Regions from separate parts of the Rattus norvegicus genome. Here region 2 is linked to region 1. Evidence: chromatin contacts called from public Hi-C data. All regions are on one chromosome and are shown on one strand. The core of a region is the stretch at or near the end of the contact, and the rest is flanking DNA. Distances in the headings are between cores, read along the strand shown. Region 1 holds the start of Bcor (BCL6 co-repressor). Region 2 has its middle 330 kb from the start of Rpl37al2.

What was found. Hi-C and Micro-C count contacts between places; a contact is called where the count stands out from the background.
Region 2: a contact with region 1 is called in a Hi-C map of Schwann cells, with 3 times the contacts expected there. The contact joins the enhancer-like site here to the promoter of Bcor in region 1. A contact is called at or near these places in 1 of 12 Hi-C or Micro-C datasets (Schwann cells) and 1 of 1 datasets of contacts at active chromatin or transcription factors (oligodendrocytes).

What each region holds. Positions count from the first base shown.
Region 1 is chrX:13,356,697-13,364,624 of GRCr8, reverse strand. It overlaps Bcor (BCL6 co-repressor), which reads right to left and starts at 4,249. Exons shown (of 15, transcript NM_001191586.1): 1 at 4,021-4,249.
Region 2 is chrX:13,790,323-13,798,250 of GRCr8, reverse strand. No RefSeq gene overlaps it. Among named protein-coding and RNA genes, the nearest start is that of Rpl37al2, 330 kb to the right of the region's middle. Within about 2 kb of position 3,175, at least 36 of the 93 cell types and tissues checked have an H3K27ac peak or open chromatin away from gene starts, as enhancers often do. A contact at or near this core is called in Schwann cells, where this site is marked.

The sequences.
Region 1 (7,928 bases), core at 3,000-5,499:
CTCTGTGCCTTTTGTGCCTTCCCAAGTGACCCTCCTCTTTACTTCTTTAAATGGGTTTTGTCTTGGCAACACATAGAAACCCTGCCCCAGGTTCCAGCGTCACGCCATCTCTAGTTTTCCTTTTAGACTATCACTGTGCATTTCCTACATTCACACACCCATGTTTACATTCCTCTTGACCAGTTCTTTAGCTCTGATGTATCTCTTGTTCTATTAGGACATAGGGACCAAAGCCTCTTGATTTGTCCCAGCACTTGTCATTCAGGGATACATCTTAATCTGAGCATTCCTTTCTACTGCTTAGGTTCTCTGGCTATCAGTCTAATGAAGTTCATTTCCTGGCCAAACCAGCATGGCTTTGCAGTTTAAGTGTAAACAGAGGAACCTTAGGCCACAAATTGTTAAGGGGAAAAGAAGGGAAGGAATAAGTTAGTTATCTATTGGGGGATCTATTTATCAATATTCAGCTCAGAATTGAACTAGACTAACTGATGATGAGTTACATTAAATTTTACGCCATTGATATACAAATGATAGATTCTTTAAAGTGTCCAGACCACCTCCGATTTGGATTGTCTCCCGCACATGTCTGACTATAACTATTCACAAGTTCGTGGTTAAGTGTTTCTTTAGGTTCTCCCACCAGTGCATACACACTGTACTTGGCATCTCAGGCTTGGGGCCTTTAATCTGGAGGAGTTTGGGTCAGCGCCTTTGCCCAATTAACCTCTGAAACTCAGATTCTTAAGTGAGGGAGCCCATTTTGTGTTCACAGCTCCCCCCCCCCACAGAAGTACTAGGTCAAGCTAGTACTCTGTCTAGCAGCTGCATTCGATTTGTGAAAGAATTGGCGGATGCACACAGAAGAGAAAGGATAACACTAGTAGGTCTAGAACTCAGGCCCCCACCCCGCGGACCACTCTACCCCCAGTCACTTTTACTAGACTCGACCCCCCCCCGCATTAAACTATTTACCGCACTTAAAGGGTTAAGAGACGCCCCCCCCCCCCCAACCTGCTTTCCACCGGGTAAGCAAGCCTGGCTTGCTGGGCCTGCAGGCTAGCTTTAGCTTGCTGGCTCACAGCTCTCGGGAGTCTGCTGCCCCCCACCACCCCCCCCCCGTCCTTCAGCCGGGAGGGAGTCTGCATGCCTGTCTAGACCGATCTATCACCCGCACACCAACAACACCCGCGAGAGCGCGGAGACCCTGCTCAGGTCCCCCTGGCCCGCACGGTTCACAGCGGAAGGAGTCCAGCGAGCGTGACGGCGCCTGCGGGGTAGGGGGTGAGGGTCCAATAAGAATCTGGCCGCCCCGAGCACCCTGCTAGTCTTCCCCAGACCCTACCCCTTGCGCTCGCATCAGCCAGGCTACCCCGGCACTGTCACAGCTCTGCGCGCTGGGCAGTCCTATTTTTATCTTGTCTAATCCCAAACTGGGCGGGGAGCACAGGCGTCGTGCTTAGAGAACAAGAGATAGGCGAGGGAGGCGGGGAGGAGCAGCCAGGCAGCAAAGCGAGCTAGAGCGAGTTAAAGACACAGTGGAGGCGCCGCGAGCAGGAAGAAAGAGCGGGCTGTGAGGACCTCGCGGCGCCGCACGCAACACACAGCCCTGCGAAGTTATCCTGGCCTGCCCGCTGTCCCTCACTGACCACCCCTCCCCACTTCCCAGCGGCACTCTCCGCAGCGCGGGGGCCCGGGCTGTGTGGGAGGCGGAGGCCAGGCCGGCCCTGCAAAGGGCTGGAGAGAATCGCTAATGAGCTGTGCGGCCCATTGATCCAGAGAACACTTCCTAATTAACTCTCAGTCACCTACTGGTGACAGCGCCTCAAAGGAGAGAGCTGGGGCCGATGGAGCCCCAGTCCAGACCTACCCGCCCAGCGCCTGGTGACCGAAACCCGCGTGATCCCCTAACCACCGCAGGCAACTCACGTATGTGGTGGTGTTCACCCGCACACCAAAGGCCAGCCTCAGATTAAACCTGGACGGCAAATTAATCATCACCCCTTCGCGTCTATGCGACACAATCCAACCCCAAATAAACAGCAGAGGCGACACTGCAACCCAGACCAGGTAACAAGTCAGGGAAGGAGTGGAAAGGATCGAGAAGAGAGTATTCCCCCAAGAGTCCACATATAGGCGTCTCTGAGGTCGACAATTAAAATACCTTCCACACAAGAAATTCTGTTGGCAGAATCCAGCACCGTGTACAGGTCGATCTCTCCCGGAGGTGTCCGTTTCCAATCCACAGGAAGTGTCAGATGGCTAGAAATACCAAGTCTGTCTACTCACCACCCACTACCTTCTGGGGTGGGCTATTTCCTCTTTTTTTTTTTTCAACTCCCGGTCCATTTTAAAGGATTTTTTTTTTTCTGTCCAAGGAGCTCACCTTAGAACCAAGTAGCAGTACTCGTCCCCTAGCATTCTCTCAATAAGGGTGCGCGGGGAGGGGGTTACACAGTTAAAACCCCGGACTGTCTAGTCTAGACGCAACCAGGCAGGATGAATACCTATTTGAAGCGCGCTGGTTTCTTTTAAGGTTTGTTTTTAAATAAACATAACCCTCCTCCAGTTCCTTCTTCGCTTTTCTATTCCCCCAACCCCCACCTTCTAGACGCCGGCGGCGCGCGCCTTCGCGCGGGCACTCAAAGCGTCTAGCTGGAGGTCGCGGACTTTCTGGAAAAGATTCATTAACAGCAAATTAAGCCTGGCTCAGCCTCGGCCTACTAGGGGACAAGCTCGGTCTTCTTCGGGACGTGGGTACGTGTTCCGTTGAGCAACCGGGCAGCCAGAAGTCCGCTGGGACTACACGTGCCACGAGCCACCCTACTCGGTTCAGGGCGCTCCTAGGCTCTCTTCGTAAATAGCAGGCGCTCTTCGCCACAGCCCGGAGTCCCCGGGTTTCTGGTGGCTCTGTAGCGCAGCCTCCCGCCTGCTCCAAGCGCTGGCCCTGTGCCGCCTCGCCCTCTCCGCCTCAGCCGAGGATCGCGCCCGGTGCGCAAGTTCCTCTTCGCCTAGAGCCCTCGCGTCGCCCGCCCTCCGAGTGGGACCAACTTCCCCGGGCCGCAGACTTTCACACGCCCATCAGGGCTTCCCACCAGGTTCCCCACAGCCCAGCGGAGGGCTGAGAGCTCTGCTCGCTCCCCCACGCCGCCCCTAAACAAGCGGTCTACACTGGCTCCAGGAGGCTCCGAACTTAAAACCTACGCGAAGGGAAGAGATGGGAAAACGGGGGTGGGGGGAGTCGAATTAGAATCTTAAAAGAACATTTACAAAACAATGCATCTGACCTGGCCGGCCGGCGTACTGGCCCAGTCCGAATCTCGAGCTCTCCAAGGTTCCCTAGTAGTTTTCCCCCCGTTATTCCACGTGATTCATGCTTTGGGGCAAGCCAAGAAAAAACCCGGACTCCCCTCCGGAGTTGAGCGACGACGGTAGGTCGAGCTCGGCTCCGTCCGAGGCGCCCGCTGCACACACTAGCGCACGCACAAGCCGTCGTTCCACTCGGAGGCACCACCGGCCCCTGGAGAGGCCAGACGAAGCAAAGGCGGCTGGGGGTTTTTACAGTTCTTTTCCGAGTCGAAAAAGAAAGCAGACGGGAACCCGCCGCCCTCCCCTTCCTGCTAGCGAGGTAACGCCGAGACGAGCTTCCTAGCTTCCAGCCCAGCACCCCCCCCCCCGCGCCTGACTCCCGACGCTCGGCGACGACCGCGCTCCCGCGCAGACACACAGAGGCTGCAAACTTCCACTCGCTGAACTCTCGATCCTCCCAACCCCTCGGGAGGCGGCAGGTCCCCCGTCGAGTCCCTCCCTCCCGGGTGCCCATGCGGGGGCCGCTTAGGTTGGCTGCATTTTTAATAACTTGCAGCTCTGATGTAAAAACGAAAGCGAACAAGGTAGCTAAACCTCCCGACGGGGATCTACTGGAGTAGAAGGAGAAACCCTTTAAGGGAGGAGGTCGGCTGCAGTCCCGGCGCGCCAGCCCGCCCGCGGCCCCCGGGGAAAGGTGTTCCGGGCACTGACCTGAAATCCCCAGTCGGGAAGTAGGCAGGGAGCCCTCGATCCGGCGTTTTGAAGTTTTCCCCGGAGCGGAGTCCAGGCGGCGAGGAAGATCCGGGGGCGGCTAGCTGGCTGGCTGGGTGGACGTGTGCGGGGTCGGGAGAGGGCGGCTACGCTAAAGAGCAGAGGAGCCCGGCCGGGAAAGCGCAGCGAGCAGCAAAGTTTGGCTTCCTCCGGTGCCCGCAGTCCACTCCCAGCGCCGCGCTTGCTCGCCTCTGTCTGCAGCGGCTCTGCTGCCCTAAGGGGTCGGCCCGGCAGAGGGGTGGGCTTTGGGCCGCGTGGGGGTGGGGCGGGGCGGGGCGGGCTGCGAGCTTAGGGCAGGTGGCGACGGCCCCGCGCGATCCTCTCCTCCCGCAGCTGGACCGGGCTCCGTCAGCCTCAGCAGCTCCCGCGCCGCCGCTGCCGCCCGCGCTCGGGCAAGAGCCCCAGCGCCATGTTGACGGTTCGCCGAGAGCGCCCGCTCGGGCTGGGTGTGTGTGTGAGCGAGTGTGTTGGCCAAGTCGTCCCTCCGCGGCGACAGCGCGGCTCGGGCTCTCCGCCCGGCGACTCGCGTGGTCCCCCTCCGCCACCACCGCCCGCCTCGCTCCCGCTCTCGGTCGTGCTCTGGGTTCCGGCGCGTCTCCCCCTCGGCTTAAGAGCTCGGCCGCCGTTCAGCCCGGAGCGCGGCTCTGCCTCACCTTGCCGCTGGGAGCCCGGGCTCCGTCTGCTGCCGCACGCCGCGATCCCAACGCGTCCCCCCTCCCAGGTTCCCTCCTCTTCCTCCTCCCCCTCCCTCCGCCCGCCCTCCCTCCCTCCCAACAGCCGCCTCCCCTCCCCCCTCAGGCGCAGCGCTCGGGCGACAGCCGCCCGCCCGCCCGCCCGCCGCCGCCGCCGCCTCCAGCTCTCGCAAGTTTGAGATCCCCAGTCTCCGCTCACCCTCCGCTGCGGCGCCTCCGCGGTGGGGTTTCGGGAGGGGGTGATTCCCCAGGAAAGGTTCGCCCGACTTTCCCCGGCTGTCACCGATTCCCAGCCGGGTGCATTGGGGCCTCGCCACATCTGAACCCCAAAACATCTGGGTGGCGGGTCTTGTCGTAGTACCCCCCCCCCAACTCTACCGCCCTCTGTCCTCTCCGTCCCAGCTCCGGCCGAGTTGGCTATTCACGCCCAGCCAGGGCTCACGTCCTAGGGGGAGTGGAGACCGACTCCGCAGCGGCGACGGCTAGGTCGGCCAACAGATCCCCAGCCCCAAGAATGGGGGGCGGCGGGGGCGGCTTTTCCTGCAGCGCGCCGAGACTCCCCTTGCTACCCAGAAGGCCAGTGGAGGACCGCAATTACCATAAAGCGCCTCGCACTCCTCTCAGCCAAAGCTGTCAAACCCCAGCGGCAGGCGCCACTGCCTCCTCTCGCCACCAGCGCTGCGCTCTCCGGGCCTAGCGTCCCCTCCGAGACCCAGCCCAGCAAAGCCTGAGTGCGCGTGGGCGTCCACCCCCCACCGCACCTCGCCCCTTCTTCCCAGAGGAGCTACTTCCCCTTCAGGCGTTAAGAGCTACGTGAAAACACCACCACGGGCAACAGTGGCAGTTCCGCGCCCTTGCTCCCCGGACATTTCAATTGTGTGGGAATTGTGTAGAGGTGTGTGTGTGGGGGGGTGTTCCCGGGGACACAAGGGGGTAGGAGGACCGTAAAGGGAACCGGGATGCGCCTGAGTTTCTCCCAGTTTTTGAGCATTTCACGGCCCGGACCTCCGATGGCTGAAAGGTCTGCCCTCATCTCTCACCTCGGCCTCGTGAGAGTATCTCCCGCGTTTTATTTTACTTGGCCGGGAACAACTTTTGGCTTCACCGTTCAGCCCATAAATTTTCACTCGGTAACGTCGTGCAGATCAGGACTCGGCGGCAGTGTACAGCCTGCGCCCGCAGCAGTTCAATTCAATTGACACGTATCGAGCTTCTCCTACGCACCAGGAGCAGCTCTGGGCGCCAGAGGGGGGAAGGGCAGGCAAGCGAAAGGGGGAAGCCGAGAAGCGAGGTTCCGGCCTCCCCCGAGCGCAGAGCCTCAAGGGCAAACCCAGCTTCACTTCATAAAGCTGGCGGGAAGGGAAGTCAGGGCACCCTGGCTGGGAGCTCTGACACCGAGGCCAAAAGGTTACCCCATTCGGTGCTTCTATGGGGGTCTTTCAATTCTGGGATGGGCTGGAGTATGTCTTCTGCCTAGGAACAGGATGATGCAGGCTTGATGAGAACCTAAGTCCGAAATGGAAGTGGCTAGTAAACCCACACGGAAAGTTTTTAAATATCCTGGAGCGTCTACATGCCAAAAATTAATCAAAAGCATCTCAAGTTGATTACCAAGTCAAGGTCAAGGCCAAAATCTCATCTCTAGCTAGAAGATATTTTCCCTTTTAAAAATGACACCCATTACTGACTGTGGGACTGATATTAGGTGCAATTTTATTCATTCTGTTTTAGTTCTCAGCATACTTATAAAAACAGCCCTTCTCAAAGCAGAAGTGAAACATCTCTACCGTTTGAAACCCGAAACTTTGAACAGAATTAAATCTTCATGCTCCAGAGCTGCTTGTAACAACTGATGCAAAAGACAGGCAGGCCGGCGGGTAGTGCCTAGCTGTGCTGGCTGGGCCGCCAAGGCTTCCAGGACCAGTGCCTGCAGAATGGAATGCACGCCTTTTTCTTCCTGGTCTTTCTTGAGGGGCGGAGGGGGGTGCCTCTGAAAGCTAACCTACACATTTTTTTAATCTCCGGTAACAAGCAGAAAGACACCTGGACTATTATGCTGTAAAGCTATTTTTTATAAAGACGTTTTAGGGCTAGACATTAAAAGTTATTAGACTGAATGCATGCGAGTTACAGACACAGCTGGGGGGAAAGGCCGCTGGTTGTGTGTTGTAGAAACATTTCTTTTTGAAGCGACTCCTTTTATTCAAAACAAGTCTTAAATAACCGGGAAAGCTGGAGTTGGGCATTTGTGGGGAAACTCTGAACATGGTTCCAGGCAGAAAGGCCGCTGTGCGGCTGTGGGCTGGGCAGGAGGGCTGGCCTGGATGAACAGCACAGCAGTGCCAGGCTCATCCGGCTCAGTTAGGCCACACCGCAGAAACCCTGGCTCAATGCCCAGCCACCTTCTCTCCCCCTCTTCTCACCTCCCAATTCTCCCAGGAACAGGCTTTCCCAACGTCCAAGTTATGTTAACTGTCCAGAACTTTCAGAAAATCCAGGAGGTAAGCGTGGAGCCTGAGGCCTCTTGAGTCCTAGGGCTTCCTGAGACTGCTGACAATGGGGTCTGTTTGTCTAACTTTAAGTCCTAGAACTAAAATGAATGGGGGGGGGGTGCCGTAAGGGCGAAGCCTGCCTGCTGGAGAAATTTGATGCTGGAGACAAACAAGCCAGTAAATTCGCCTTTGACATAATTTGTGGCAGTCACCCCGTCCTTTACGGGAGTCCAGATCTCTGGACTCCACGGTGTTCTCCAGTGGGCTGGTGGGATTAAAAGCTTTCTCTTCCATCTCCTAGGGACTGCATTTTCCAATTCCGTGGGATTTTAAAAATATCTTATTAAGGGAGTCCTAAGAGGCAGGCACACAAGTGTGTATGTGTGTGTGTGGGGGGGGAGTGTTTCTGACTCACTGAGAATTAAAATGTGAGATTTTCCCAGGTCCCTAAGTGGAGAAGGATCACACCCATTGGCCTGGTTAGTCAAAATTGTTGCCTGGGGAAAGAAAGCTGTTGAAAAGCAGCCCCCTCTTATGCCCTCACTCAAAGGGATCGCTACTGGATCTGGGGGTGCACAGTGTCTGCCTCAGATGCTTAAGGTCTGGCTCTTACCTGCCCTCCCCTAAGCCCTTCTGGAGCTGACCCTGATGTCAGGCCGATTTT
Region 2 (7,928 bases), core at 1,926-4,425, 430 kb before region 1:
GAAACCAGTCTGATTTCTCTACAGAGTGAGTTCCACAACAGCCAGAGCTACATGGAGAACCTCTCTCTTGCAAAACTCAACTCAACTCAACTCACCTCAACTCAACTAAAACAATGACGACGACGACAACAGCAGCAGCAGCAGCAGCAGCAGCAGCAGCAGCAGCAGCAGCAGCAGCAGCAACAACAACAGCAGAAGAATATAGTACCAAGGTGAGTCTCAACAGTCTCTGCCTACCTGAAGAAGAGCTGATTTTGGAATGTGGCTCCCTTGTGATTGGGAACACCAGATCTGCAAATATTTCTGTGTTCAGCTGCCTAACTGGTAGCATCAACAGGACAGTGGTCTGAACCAGTCTGTGTGATGTAAAGGAGAAATTCTAGAGACCAGCTCATGTACCAAAGGCACTTTGGTATTCAAGGGAAGGCCCTCTCTCCTGGCCTGGAATGGGTTCTCCAAGCAGTATGGCCAGCAATCATGAGGCAAAGACAGACTTGGAGACATGGTAATAAAAAAAACACAACATAAACAAACAAACAAAGCCTGTGGTGACACATTGGGAACCTCACCCTTCCCAATCACACCATTTGTTCCAGACAGTAAATCAGCTGTATTAGTAGTATATTAGGTGACAATCATTGTGGAACAATATAAAAATCATACTATAGCATCCACCAATGAGCATTTATGTCCCACTCATTAGGCTCAGGATCAACTGAGATTGAATCCACACATCTACAGTCTACCTTCTGGGGCCATGCAAACTGGACAGCATCTTCTCTTGGGGAGGCAGAAACACAAGATACCAAGCAGAATCGCATGAAGTCTCTTAAAGCCTCAGCTCTACACCAGAACTCTTTTCTTCCTGCCCCATCCCATTGGCCAAGCAAGGCACGTGGTCAAGGCCAAAGTCAAGGGGTGGGAATGTACCAAATCATGCCTGGTGATCACAAAGTGGAAGAGACCCTCTGTTTCCATTATTCTACAAATGAGGTAAAATTTGGATTGATGCTACCCCAAACTCTGTAACAGAAACAAGTGAATCAAAGAAAGACTATTGATCTGGAAGTGAAAATAGGTTAAAATAGTCAATGGCATCAATCTGTAACAACCCTTCAACTTGTCTAGAAGTAGTATCCACAGTCATAGCCAAGTTGCCAAGTGCTTCCTTGGATACAGTCATGGAACCTGTATTCCTTCAAGCCCTGTGACTCAACCATAAGAAACTTTCTTCCTTCAAAGTCATTGCATGTGTCTCTGGTTCCTAAGGACTCTCCTTTCTATTAGTTTCTCTCTTAGGGTACTTTTGAGGATGGACTGAGTCAATCTACAGAAGTCATGTAGCACAGGTTTGTGGGAAACAATGAATGATCTCAATGGTGCACAAAGGAACACAGAAAGAATGTAAAAGGAACTCAACAAGGTGATTCTTTCTGTAAGAAGGATGAACCAGAACCCAGACTGGGATAGCACCAGGCCAGGGGCAATGTGAGTCCTGTCTTCCACACCTGAAGTAGGTGGTAACTGAGAATCATTCGATTAGTGCGAGTTCAGTCTCACATCTGAAGTAACTGGCTAACCAGCACAAAGGGAGACCGTTCAGGAAATGAGCCCTTGTAGGGATAATAAGTTTGATTTTAAAAAACACAAGCATATATTTCTCACAACAGCAGGCACATAGCAAGAGCTCACTGCCATTAGTTACTATCAGATATGCTCAAAGTCCTTGTTGTAAAGGCCAAGTGCTAGATGTAGTTACTGCTGTGTAACAAATAAACCCAAACCATAGCAGTAACCATTGTATTAAGCCTATAGGGTCTGTAGATTGGGAATTCCCTTGGGATACAGTGGCTGCCTTGTTCCTGCTTCACAGGGACTGGGCCTTGGGTGGGAAGACTCCAAAAGCAAGGACTGACTTGAATGACTACGGATATTTAAAGCCCCCCCTGTATATGTCTCTGGTATATAACCCCATGGCCTCTTCAGCTGGAAGGCCTACAAGGATCCTCACATCTTACATAGCTTTTCTGAACTTCAAGAATTAGTATCCAACAAGCAAAGTAGAACCCTCACCATTCAGAGAATGTGGCCATTCTCTGAAGTTACATCATGCCCCCTTTGACATATTCCATGGACTGAAACGGACTGAAGCAAACACAAGCCCAATGAACTCGAAAGGAGGGGACCCAGAGTCCATCTCTCATTGGAAGAGACATTAAAGAATTTTCTGCTACGTTTTAAAGCCACCACTCAGTTATTTCTGGTAACTGACAGTTGAATAGGCTTTTGTGGGTTAACTGGAAACCTCAAGACTTTTCTTAGCAGTGTTTCTATGGAAACTATATGTTTGGGTCCAGAAAACAGGCTTCCCAGTTAACTATGAAATGCAACTCATTCACAAGGTACAACTCTCTGAATTCTCATCATCTCTTCCAAACTGCAGACATGGTGAACACAGCTACCAATACTATGTACCAGCTAATCAACAATGTGGACAGAATACTTACTGTATACACTGCTCTGCACTGTTCATGACAAAGGATTGTATCCTTTGCTCCTCCCAGCCTTATAGATCGTATGGTTACTTGCACTTCATAAATGAGGAAAGACAATGGGCAAACCAATGGCCATATAGCTGGCACCATGGCCAATTTTTGAAACCAGGTCTGTCTGATTTCCCAAGCCCACACTTAACTAACCATAATGGAATGACCCCACAAACTCCACTTGAGGAAACGAAGATGTCTGGAGATGTCTTAAGGCCATGAGACCCTGCCCAGGGGGATGGATATATCAGAGAAACTGGCAAGGGCATAGTTATCAGTCTTCACCACAGGCGACCTGTCTTGTGAAAGGAGGTCAAGGGCCACCAAAGGGACTGCCCTCCTTACTGGGTATAACTGGGTCACAAATTCTCATCATGTGGCCAGAGTCAATTTATGTCCTCCAGCCATCCCTGCCTTGCCCCTGAGTTCTCAGCCTTCTTTGTCCCCACAGCCCCATCCTTCCTAAAGCAGAGCAGAGTGAGCCACACTCAGCTTTTTGTCCCCATGCACGGATGGGGAATGAACAGACGTTTTTGTCTCTGACTGTACAATGCCATTTGTGTGGGGGCAGCTCTGGGGTGGTGCTGGGGGAGGGAGCAGAATGAGGCCAACACAGCCCCCATTCTCCGGAGCTGGTAACAGACAGTCCCAGCCACACAGCAGGAGGCTGAGTTCAGGTTGCCATGGCCTTGGGTCCTGGGCTACTCAAGAGGAAAAGAGGTCTCTGCTCTGTTGGGCCTTGCACAGAGGTTTCACAGTCAAGTGTCTGTATTGCCAGTAGCCTCCCCCTCCTCACTGTTCTCCCAACATCCCTCTTCCACCCCCACCCTGAATTTGAGATGAGAAAACTCCCTTGTCTGGGGCTTTTGCAATGATGATGAAAGCCTTTCCCCCTTTTTGAGAATTCATCTCTGCATTCCACAGGGGGCATTTATCACCCCGTGCCCAGGATGCAGACATCGCCCTCCTTCAGATCCTCCTGCTGAGAAAGAAGGCCTTGTCAGACACATGAAACCAGCCACTCTGGACATCTGGACAAGGCATAGCCCTCTGGCTGAGCACAAGGCTGCCCTGAACACTGGAGACAGTGAAAGGAAGGCCCTTGTTCCCAGAGCCAAAGGCCCAACTAAATGGCTGCAGCTGGGCACAGAGGGGGTGATAGGGGTGAGGAGGAACCAGGCCCTCTTGGCTGGCTGCCTTAAGCATCTCTATATGACAGCCTAGAAAGCAAGTCTGCTTGCTAGAGAAGCTTCTAGAGCTGCCTTAGGACTGCCCTTTGGCTAATAGTTTAACTCATAACTGGTAGCAACTAAGAGTTCCCTTTGTCTTTAAAGTGCCCCATCTTCTAGTGAAAGCATCTTTTTCCTATAGCTAGCCATATTAAAACATCTGAGCCTTCGAGAACAAGCATCCCCATCCATAAAATTATGACCCAGCCCTTGCTGGCCAATCAGTTTTCTCCAATACTCAAGCATAGTCATTGGGTATTTTACCTCTAGCTTGGCCAATCAAAGCCCTCCTTGGGACTTCTTTCCCAGAGGTAAGATCTCTGTTCCCACCACGATAGTCTGAGACTTTTCACAGCCAATGGTTATCCTGAAGCTTGATTAAAAAGAGTGACAGGCTATAAAGTTACTATTTAATTTTAGACCCTGGTGGACCTGGGTCCACCTATGACAGAAGCTATTGGCTAGATATTTGAGGTCCTGACACCAATTCTACTTTGTGTTCCAGCTGATCTGAGTGGTGTTTCTATCATTTCTATCCATAAGAGATTCTCATAGCTCTCCTTCAAAGTCCTTCAGGAGGCATTTGAGGGTCTGTGAAGAAGTCATAGCATAGCCACCCCAAGTTTATGCTCCAGAGAGCCAACCCCCTGCTACCCGTTCTAGAGCAGGCATGTCCCCAGCCAAGCAGCTCTGAGAGGAAACCTGACTCCTGGATCTTTAAGTACCTATGGCCCAAAGACACCCTGGGAGGGACCCATAGATTTTATACTTCATCGAGTGGCCGGCTGGGACAAGGTGTTGCATTGATGGCAGCGAGCCAACTGCCAGGTCTGAGAATGAAGTTCCTACCAAACTTCCTCAAAAGCTATTCAAAGGCACATGCTTTGTTGCCTATGGAGAAGACACAAGTACAGGACTGTCCAGGGACCTTCAGGAGCACCTCGGGAGCACTGTCTTCAGACACAGGTTCCTATGCTTCAGCAGAAAAGGCATGCAGCTCATTTCCCTGTCTCCCCTGGTTCTTCCTCCCCAACTTCTGCAGTCTCTGCCAGGTCTCCAATCCAGTGAGTGTCATTCCCCACCCCCACCCCCACCCCTGCCCCATGACTGTTGCCAAATCCCTTTCTGACTCTCTCACTCCCGCTAGCTCTCACCATTCTGAACCATCACGCTTGAAAATAATGTTACTCACAACCAACCTTATGACAAGTTCTTAATCCATGGCACTACTTAGTAAACAGGCATTGTCGCTCACATTTTACAGAATAGGAAACTGAGGCTTGAGAAAGGATTTCCCCCAAGCTGCACAGCAATACTGAATTCAAAAGTCCCCATTTTCTTTGTCCTGTAGCCCTGTCTTCCTCTGATGCTAGACTTATCTGGGCACGTGACCAATATTGATTAAACCAAGTCTCATAAGATGCACTGAACTGAGCCATACAGGCAAGAGGACAGCAAATCTTTTGAAAACAGCTAGTTGTAAGACCTAGTACTTATCGTCTGCAGTCTGCAAATGGGGGATAATAGTATCTACTTTATAGGTTTGCTGTCAAATACATATGCAAAAAATTCTAATGTTGCGTACATGGCTGATAAACAGTACGTACTCAATAAATACTATGGAGTGTCACTGTTACTCATATCCAATGAGCCAAGCCTGAAGCAAGCATTTTAATTCCCTTTACCCAAAGACAACCGCCAACCACTTTGCTCAGTATGAGAAACAACCAAGAAGACAGATCTAAACAATCCAGTGACTCTCCCAGGCTCTCCTGGCAGGATCTGAGTTGCTTTCACTGTCTCTGGGAAACACATTGCTCCACTGAGAGTATTAGAGGACATGGGGCAGCTGCCAAGCAAGCCACTCCGCGTCTTATTGAGGAGCAGTCTTGCACACCAGGGTAAAGGTCACTGTGATGTTGCCCACGTGGCTGAGTCAAACCCCAGTGAGACTCCATGCCCAGGATCTGCCACTGACACAGGTCTGACTCCCTGCAGGTCACCATACACAGAGCTCCCGTGTGCCTGAATGCCAGAATCATTTAATGATTTACAAAGATCAAGATCAATGGCTTCAGCAATTTCTGGGAAGCAGTAACTCAGCGAGCTGTGGAAGGTTCTCAATTTGCTGTCTCCAGCCCAGCTCCGTGGCAGGATTTATGCTGAATGGGCTCCACGTGGCAAATATATCCTAGGATCGGGCCCCATCCAATCACCCCACCCAGGAAGTGCTAGCATAGTGACATCACCCTCACAGCTGCCAAGTCCCCCTTGCTCTGAGGGGCACTCTCTCATTTCACATTAATTAGAAGGCCATTTTCCAGGCATTTCCATCCCATAATGAAGGGCTTTCTGCAACAGTTCAGTGAAATATTAAAATATCTGACTTTGAATCTTAAAAGGAAAAAAAAAAACCCATCCCGCCTCTGCTGTGTAACTCACATTTCATGAAGTGAGAAGTAAGGCCAGCCTGTCCCACATGCAGACAGGGGAGGTAGCATTGCCACTGAACACCACTGAACACTGGACACTGGGTTATCTTCATGCCCCAACATCCGCCTCTGATGGGAACATGGGGGAGGAGGAGAAAGAAAGGTTGAGAAACTAGGAAAACAATACGGATGAGACTTAGAACTTCCAGACGGCAGGACATACTGGCTCACTTCTGTAAGCGCCTCACTTTGAAAGCTGAAACAAGAGAATCATTGCAAGTTCAGCGTCAGCCTGGTGCTGGTGCTAGCCTGGAGACTTCCTTTGCCCAGTGGAGCCTTAGCAAGAGTAACACCGGCAGAGCCTAGATAAGCATGTGTACAATGATCTCTTAGAACACTCTCTCCTGGACTCCAACTACCGCACAAAGTAGCCCAAGCTAGCCCCAGGAAGAAACACCCCCAAACACCCTAACTCTGCTCCATTCAGAAGGCCTCCCAGCCATCCCCACCAGAGAGTTCCATCTACCTCAGCCACAGCAGATGCCTGAAGTAAGATCAGCAAATAACCCAGCTCATTCTCCAATCAAGCCACAGAATCATGAAGAATAACAGTCATGTTTGCTTTAACCAAAGGTCAAGACACCTTCCTGGTGTCCCCCATGAAAGGTCTGAAGATCTGATCTTCTGTAGGTCCCTACTAACTACTGTGCTTCTCCCCTCCCCTCCTCAGCTAAAGCAAGGTGTCTGCTAAACAGTAGAGTCTCAGGCAATGAATCAGGATTATCAGACACCTCACTCCACTCAGTCAAGAACCTTTATTGTGTTAACGAACCAGGAGTCAAGGGTTAAAAGGATATAAGATACAATGTCCTTTGTGCTACCCTGTGTGGCAAAGAGTGTACTAGTAGAAGCATAGTATGAATCCTCAGGAATGATGAGACTCTAAATTACACACACACACACACACACACACACACACACACACACACACACACACACACCAACATATACAATGATTATGTATGTAATTGCCTCATGTTATATCACAAACTAAGTATTGAAAGGCTGTTTTGTATTTCAAAGTCCTTGCTATAATGAATTAATAAGAATGCTGTGCAATCAACATATTAATTGTATGTAAATGGTGTTTTTTAAAAGCTTTAAAACAATCTATTCCCCAGAGCATTTTAAATAGGCCCCCTGGAAAGTTGTTTATGTAGTCATTTGTGTGGCAAACTTCTCTCCCCCAGCCAGTTCCTTCAACCCTGAGGAACAGGATGAAATCTAGCTGGCCTTTTCTTCCTTTCTAGGACCCAGGAGCAAATGTCTTGGGTGCGGGGGCTGGGATCTGTCCCAGCAGCTCTAAATCTGGTCACTTGTTCTTTTTCCTCTGTCTTCTTGTCCCTTCTCTCCTGCACAGATTCCAAATATGGTTCAAATGGGGACCAAACAAAAATAATCAAGCCACTAATAACTGCTCACTTGGCCCTGCCATGTTTCCAACCTGGTGTAGAAAGAGAAGCTTCTTAAAGCCAGGCATCCCATACGTTCCCAAGACAACCATCAACATTCAAATGTCACCAATCACTCTGTACGGTCACATCAAGCTAAAGCAATAAGCCAGGAATTGTAGTGCACTAAAAGACGTTCAATAAGAAAATGCATGAATTTAAGACATAGAGAAAGGCATCTTTTGGTTTCATTTTTATTTGGGCTCTGTG